Regions from separate parts of the Mus musculus genome. Here region 1 is linked to region 2. The links are chromatin contacts, called in public promoter capture Hi-C maps. All regions are on one chromosome and are shown on one strand. Each heading gives the region's core, a stretch centred on a gene start, on an enhancer-like site or on the middle of the called end of the contact. The rest is flanking DNA. Distances are from core to core; before and after follow the strand shown.

The links. Capture Hi-C pulls out chosen DNA fragments and counts their contacts.
Region 1: a promoter capture Hi-C map of liver shows a contact between it and region 2. The contact joins two enhancer-like sites. A contact is called at or near these places in 11 of 39 promoter capture datasets (the 3T3-L1 cell line, cranial neural crest, embryonic stem cells and 7 more), 1 of 115 datasets of contacts at active chromatin or transcription factors (trophoblast stem cells) and 3 of 9 other capture datasets (adipose tissue, liver and pancreatic islet).

The regions. Positions count from the first base shown.
Region 1 is chr12:111,789,535-111,792,417 of GRCm38.p6, forward strand. All of the region lies in intron 13 of Klc1 (kinesin light chain 1), which reads left to right. Among named protein-coding and RNA genes, the nearest start is that of Xrcc3, 23 kb to the right of the region's middle. Within about 2 kb of position 1,272, at least 24 of the 459 cell types and tissues checked have an H3K27ac peak or open chromatin away from gene starts, as enhancers often do. A contact at or near this core is called in liver, where this site is marked.
Region 2 is chr12:111,690,300-111,693,063 of GRCm38.p6, forward strand. No RefSeq gene overlaps it. Among named protein-coding and RNA genes, the nearest start is that of Gm51961, 3.1 kb to the right of the region's middle. RefSeq lists an enhancer at 1,672-2,764. Within about 2 kb of position 1,457, at least 131 of the 459 cell types and tissues checked have an H3K27ac peak or open chromatin away from gene starts, as enhancers often do. A contact at or near this core is called in liver, where this site is marked.

The DNA of each region.
Region 1 (2,883 bases), core at 22-2,521, 99 kb after region 2:
AGCGGCACTCGCTAGCTGTCGTGTCTCACGCTAGACTCGCCACTTTTCGCAAATTAAGCATCAGGGAAGCTTTCTGTAAGTCCTAACTTCTGCTAACTCGGAAGCTGTGTTGCTTGCAGTAGTTTTCTTTAGGAATCCCTGAAAGCTGACTGGCCTCTTGTAGAGCATGTGTGCACGCTGATTGAGTGTCCTGGCCGTGCAAAAACCTTGTCCACACTCTGGTCTCCTGTAACCCGGGGATGAGCATGGGCATGGCTGACTAACTGACTTTCCTAACTCCCCATGTCCTGCTAACTCAGTGCTCTTGACACCGCTCAGGAGGCTGCCCTGGGGCTGCTAGAGTGCCTTGCCGGGAGCTGACGCTAAGTGCAGCTCAGACAGCAGCTCAGAGCAGGTGCACTAGGGCTGGTCTCCACACCGCCACCTGACAGGGCTCCCGACTTTTTGACTTAGAACTACCTGCTTGTGTATGATACAGACTGTGTCAGAGGTCTGTGTCGGCCCTGCTCCTTCAGCCCCCCACCCCCCGGAGGTCTTCACCACTGCTTCCTACCCAGGGTTGTGGGCAGTGTGAGTGTCAGCTCCTGTGGCCACTGCTTCCTACCCAGGGTTGTGGGCAGTGTGCGAGTGTCAGCTCCTGTGGTGGACTGGTGTCTCTGGAGCGGATTAAGAGGGTTCAGCAGACCAGGCCTATCACATACTGTCACTATGCGGCTTTGTAAATCATTGCTTAGGACTTTGATCCAGCCTGTCCTGGGGCTTGGGTTGATTGGCTCTAGGATTTTCTTAGCTGCAGTAGTTTGGAGGAGCCAGGGTCCTGACTGAACTTTGTGTGAAATGTCAGTGGCCACAGTGAAGGGTGACATCCTCTCTCTGTCTAGCAGCGGTCTCGTGCCAGCACAGCCAGTCAGCATCCACTGTGACTGCTGAGCCTTGTTGGGCAGTGGTCCTAAACTGCAGCAGAGGCCTGGGCCTTCCTGCCCATGCCTGTCCTGTCAGCACTCTGGACTGCACTCTTACTTCGCTCCAGTCCTGCATGCTTGTCCAGAGGGCCTGTTCCGCTTGGTGGCTGGCGGCTTGCAGACTTACCTGCTCTCGAGTGAAGCTGCAGGGGGCTCTTTCCTGAGACAGTATTTCTAGGTCTGTATGTATGTGAGTCCTGCGCCAGACACAATGTCCACAACTCCGAGTCCCACACCTGCCCTGGGCACTGGGGGAGGAGTTCACGGGAGGGTGTTGTTGTTGTGTGTGTTCACGCACACAAGTGTGTGCACACAGTGTGTGGTAGAGATTGACCTCTGCTTTGTGCATGTTAGGCAACTGCTGTATGACTGAACTGTGTCCACAGCCTTGTTTGTTTTGAGTCTCCGTGTGTAGCCCAAGTTGTCCTGGTACTTACTTGGAGTCCCTCCTACCTCAGCCTTCTGGGTGCTGGGAAGACAGGTGTGCACAGCACACTTAGCTTACAATTATACCTTGTTTCTTTTTCCGTGTGTGTGTGTGTGTGTGTGTGTGTGTGTGCATGTGTGTGTTTAAGACAGGGATTCTATAAAGTATTGAACATAGGGCCTTACACATGCTAGGCAAGGCCTTTTCCCCTTAGCTGAGTCACTCATGTACTCACTCTTACACTTTCACTCATACACATACTCACATACTCACTCATACACTCACACACTCACTCATGCACACTCTCACGTACCCACACTCACTCATTCACTCCCACACTCACACACTCATATTTACACTCACTATCACACTCACACTCTCACACTCATCCACACTCACCTACACTCTCACTTATTCTCACACTCATACATTCACACACTCATACTCGCTCACTCACTATCACACTCACCCACACTCACTCACACATACACACTCACTCTCCCTCCCTCCCTCACTATGTATCCCTGGCTGGTCTGAAGCTTGCTGTATTGGCCAGGTTGGCCTTGATCTCAGAGGGATGCCTGCCTCTGACTCAGGTTCTAGGGTTAGAGCGCCACCACTAAGCCTGAACTCCCAGCGATGCTGCCTCTGCCTACCTCCCGAGTGCTGGATTAAAGGCAGGCCTCACCACCTCCTGGGTTACACTTGTAATTTTTAGAGAGATTTCAGTGCTCTTTAAAATACCGCAGCTGTCCATCCTTTGTTCTCCTGGGTATTTACAGCTTCAGCCTGATGAATTCACAGAACAGATGGTAGTTGATTAAATCACAGAAACAATTTATATGGGAATTCAGGGCTTTTTTTCAGTGTTCAGAAATAGACTTTAAAACAGGATAATGTTTGTCAAAGGCAAGGCTTGCTAGGTAGCAACCGTGGCTATGCAGATGCGTGGCTGTGTGGTCGAGGAGGCCGAGAGCGAGGGCATGAAGACAGTGAGCTTGCCTGGGAGGACAGCAGTTCCTCTTCAGTGTGTCTTATGATGATGGTGATCACGCCTCATGGAAACGGGCTCCTGCAGGCTTCCTCGGGTCTGAGATATGAGAAATATGATGTGAGATATGATGTGGCTCTAGCAGGCACTGCTATAGTAGGTCACTCTCTAGTAGGGTGCATTCCTGCGAAAGCTGCTTTGTGGACATTGAGTCTTTTCTAGATAAAAGTCAGATTTCTTAGTTACCCAATATCCATGTGATTCTGTGTCTGTTGTGAAAGTTGTGCTCCAGGACAGCCTCCACCTTGGCTCCTTTTTCTTGGGGCCCTTGAGAAGCAGTCTCCTGCCCCTCTTCTCTTAAACCATATTGCTCTTGTGCTGAGATTTCTACAAGTCTGAGTGTGTGTGTGTGTGTGTGCGTGTGTACACTGTGCCAGTACTAGGGATTGAAACATCCCTGTGGAAGGGAAGGGCTCTACAACTGACTGTATCCCTGCCTGCTT
Region 2 (2,764 bases), core at 207-2,706:
ACAGAGTTCCAGGATAGCCATGGAGAAAACTTTGTCTCAAAAAAGTCAAACCTAGAGGGGTCTGGTATATCTCAGACCCTCAGGACTCTGCCTCCCAAATAATATTCTCCACCATGTTGTGTCCACGTGCTTTCTTTCATAAGGCATCTACCGGGAAACTTGAAATTAATTGTTTTGTTTTGTTTTGCCTCTGCCTCCTAATCGCTGGGATTAAAGGTGTGCGCCACAGCTGCCACCGCCGCTGCCCAACCTGAAGTAGATTGATTCCTGAGTGTTGAAAGCCAACTTTCTCAGGGTGCTTATGGTGTTTGTGGGAGGATATAGTGGCTGAGGGTTGCCTCAGAATAACCTGGGTGCAGGGTGACATGGGGGTTGGTAGAGACATAGCAAGCCAGGCCCTGACCTGATGCTGGGCAGGTCTGGGAAGGCAAGAGCAGCTCCTTAGGCGCTTCCCTCCCCTGTGGCTCCTGTGTGGTAATCACTCCCAGCAATCCCTGCTCCAAGCCTCACTCTCATCAGGAGTCCCTCTAGTTGGTGAACTCCAGGATCTCCAGTCCTTCATCACTGGGACCACAGCAAAGCTTGGGGTGGCCCTGTCCCCAGCACAGGTCACCATGTTCATCCATCTTCCTCTCCTCCAAGTAAGTCAGGATCAAACATCAAAGCATCCTAGCCTTGCAGAGTAGAGCCTGCAGAAGGGACCTGGAGCTACCCTTCACCCACATTGGCCTCTCTGGTCAATGCTGGAGGCTCTGGTCCCTCTTAGAACCTCTGTGGCCCATCTGCCAACTTCAGGTCTGGTCTGTCCCTCCTGAAAGAATGTGTTTATGTGGGGGGGCTCCCTATGGAGACTAGACTGGCTGGAACCTACAGTCTTCTCTGCCTCTGAGCACTGAATGCAGGCAAGAGCTGTGCCCTGCCAGAAGCCCACTTTCTGCATTCTGATTTGTGCACTGGGGAACTCTCCCATCCCCTGCCTTTCTCTGAGCATCCTGACCAGCCCGTGTACCTGTCAGACTAATTTGGCACTTGGCAGTCTCTCTCAACCCCACTTTAAGGCATCTATGCAGCCACATCCTGTTTCAGTGTTGTGTTTGCCCAGAGTGAGGGTGTCAATGGGGTCACGGGGAAGCAGGAATGTGGTGAGATTTCTGAAGACTGTGTGCAGTTACCACAGGAAGTAGTACTGTGCAAGGAGCCAACCCCTGGTGGGAAGCAAGGGCCTGGCAGCCTGCTGGGTCAGCCTCTTGTCACACTGATCACTGGCCACTCTGAGCTACAGCACACACACACACACACACACACACACACACACACACACACACACACACACACACACGGGGTAAATAAGCATCCTCCCCCAATCTGGCTTCTTCAGAAAGCCTGGGCCTGCTGAGGTCCTGGCCTTGCTGAGGAATGCAGGCACCCATTGTGGGTGGTAGGGCCAGCTGTGGGGTGGAGACAGTGGGGGCGACAGAGGCTCGTTGCTAAGTTACAGGAGCAGTGGACATTCAGGGCACTAGGCAACAAGGAAGGGGACGGACATTTGGGGAGGGAGATGGAGCACCAGTGTCTCCTTGTCCCTGCCTTCCTGCTTCTGCTATGGATTCTGCAGGAAATCAGGCAACTGGCTGTGGGCCCTTCAATGCTAAATGTGGCCACTGGCCAGCCCCTCACCAGGACTCTTGCAGCCTGTCTGGGGGTGACCAACTTGCCCTACCCACTACCTCGACTTCTGCCTTTGTGTCTAGCCACTCTGGACTTTCTCGTGCACTCCTGCGTCTGCACCCTCAGAGAGGGGAGCATGGAGGACACCCTGAGTCCAGGATCTGACCTGTGTGTGGGCCCATGCCTCCATCAGGCCTTCCACAGGGGCTCCCTGTTGTGCATGGTTATCCTTTTTTTGTTTTGGTTTGGTTTGGTTTTGGGTTTTTTTGAGACAGGTTTTCTCTGTATAGATCTGGCTGTCTTGGAACTCACTTTGTAGACCAGGCTGGCCTTAAACTCAGAAATCTGCCTGCCTCTGCCTCCCGAGTGCTGGGATTAAAGGCGTACGCCACTACGCCAGGCTGTGCATGGTTATCCTTAGAAACAAGCAACCGCCACACCCTGCACCCTGCAAAATGACTGCCCCAGCTGGGATTGTTGACTGTTACTCCTGGAAGGGCAGCGAGAATCAGGAGCCCCTTATCTGAGTAGCCATCTGCCTTAATTGGCCTCAGGAGCGGCTTTAGTATATAGATCAGGGACGCGGGAGAGGGCCTCCTTGCTCCTGCTGGGAAAGGCTTTCCAGTTACACCCTGTTGGGAGAGGAGCGCTCACATCCCTGTAAGGGGCCCTCACCCGTGTTCTGTAAGGAAGCCGATAAACTTCGTGGTTCCCTAGAGTGAACTTTGGCAGAGTCGTGGCGTGATTTGTCTGTCATTAGGACCGAAAGAGAAGGGGACGATGTTGAGTCTCTCCTCGGGAAGGAATTTCAGCAACAGCCCTACCTGACTGAGCCCAGAAGCCCAGACCAAGGCAGCCCCAATACTCCTGGCTCCTGCTGGCTCCTGCCTGAGACAAAGGTGTAGGGCGCTGTTATGGTCTGTGCCTCACCTCATCCTGTGGCTGTCTGGCTGTCATCCCTGCCTATGGCAGTTTCTGAGTTTCTAGGTCTGGTCACCAGACCTTTACCATGGAAGCTCCACCAAGACCCTGCAAGGCCCCAGCCCACAAAACACACACCCTCAGAGCTACCAGGCTCTGCCCTGGGATATCAGGT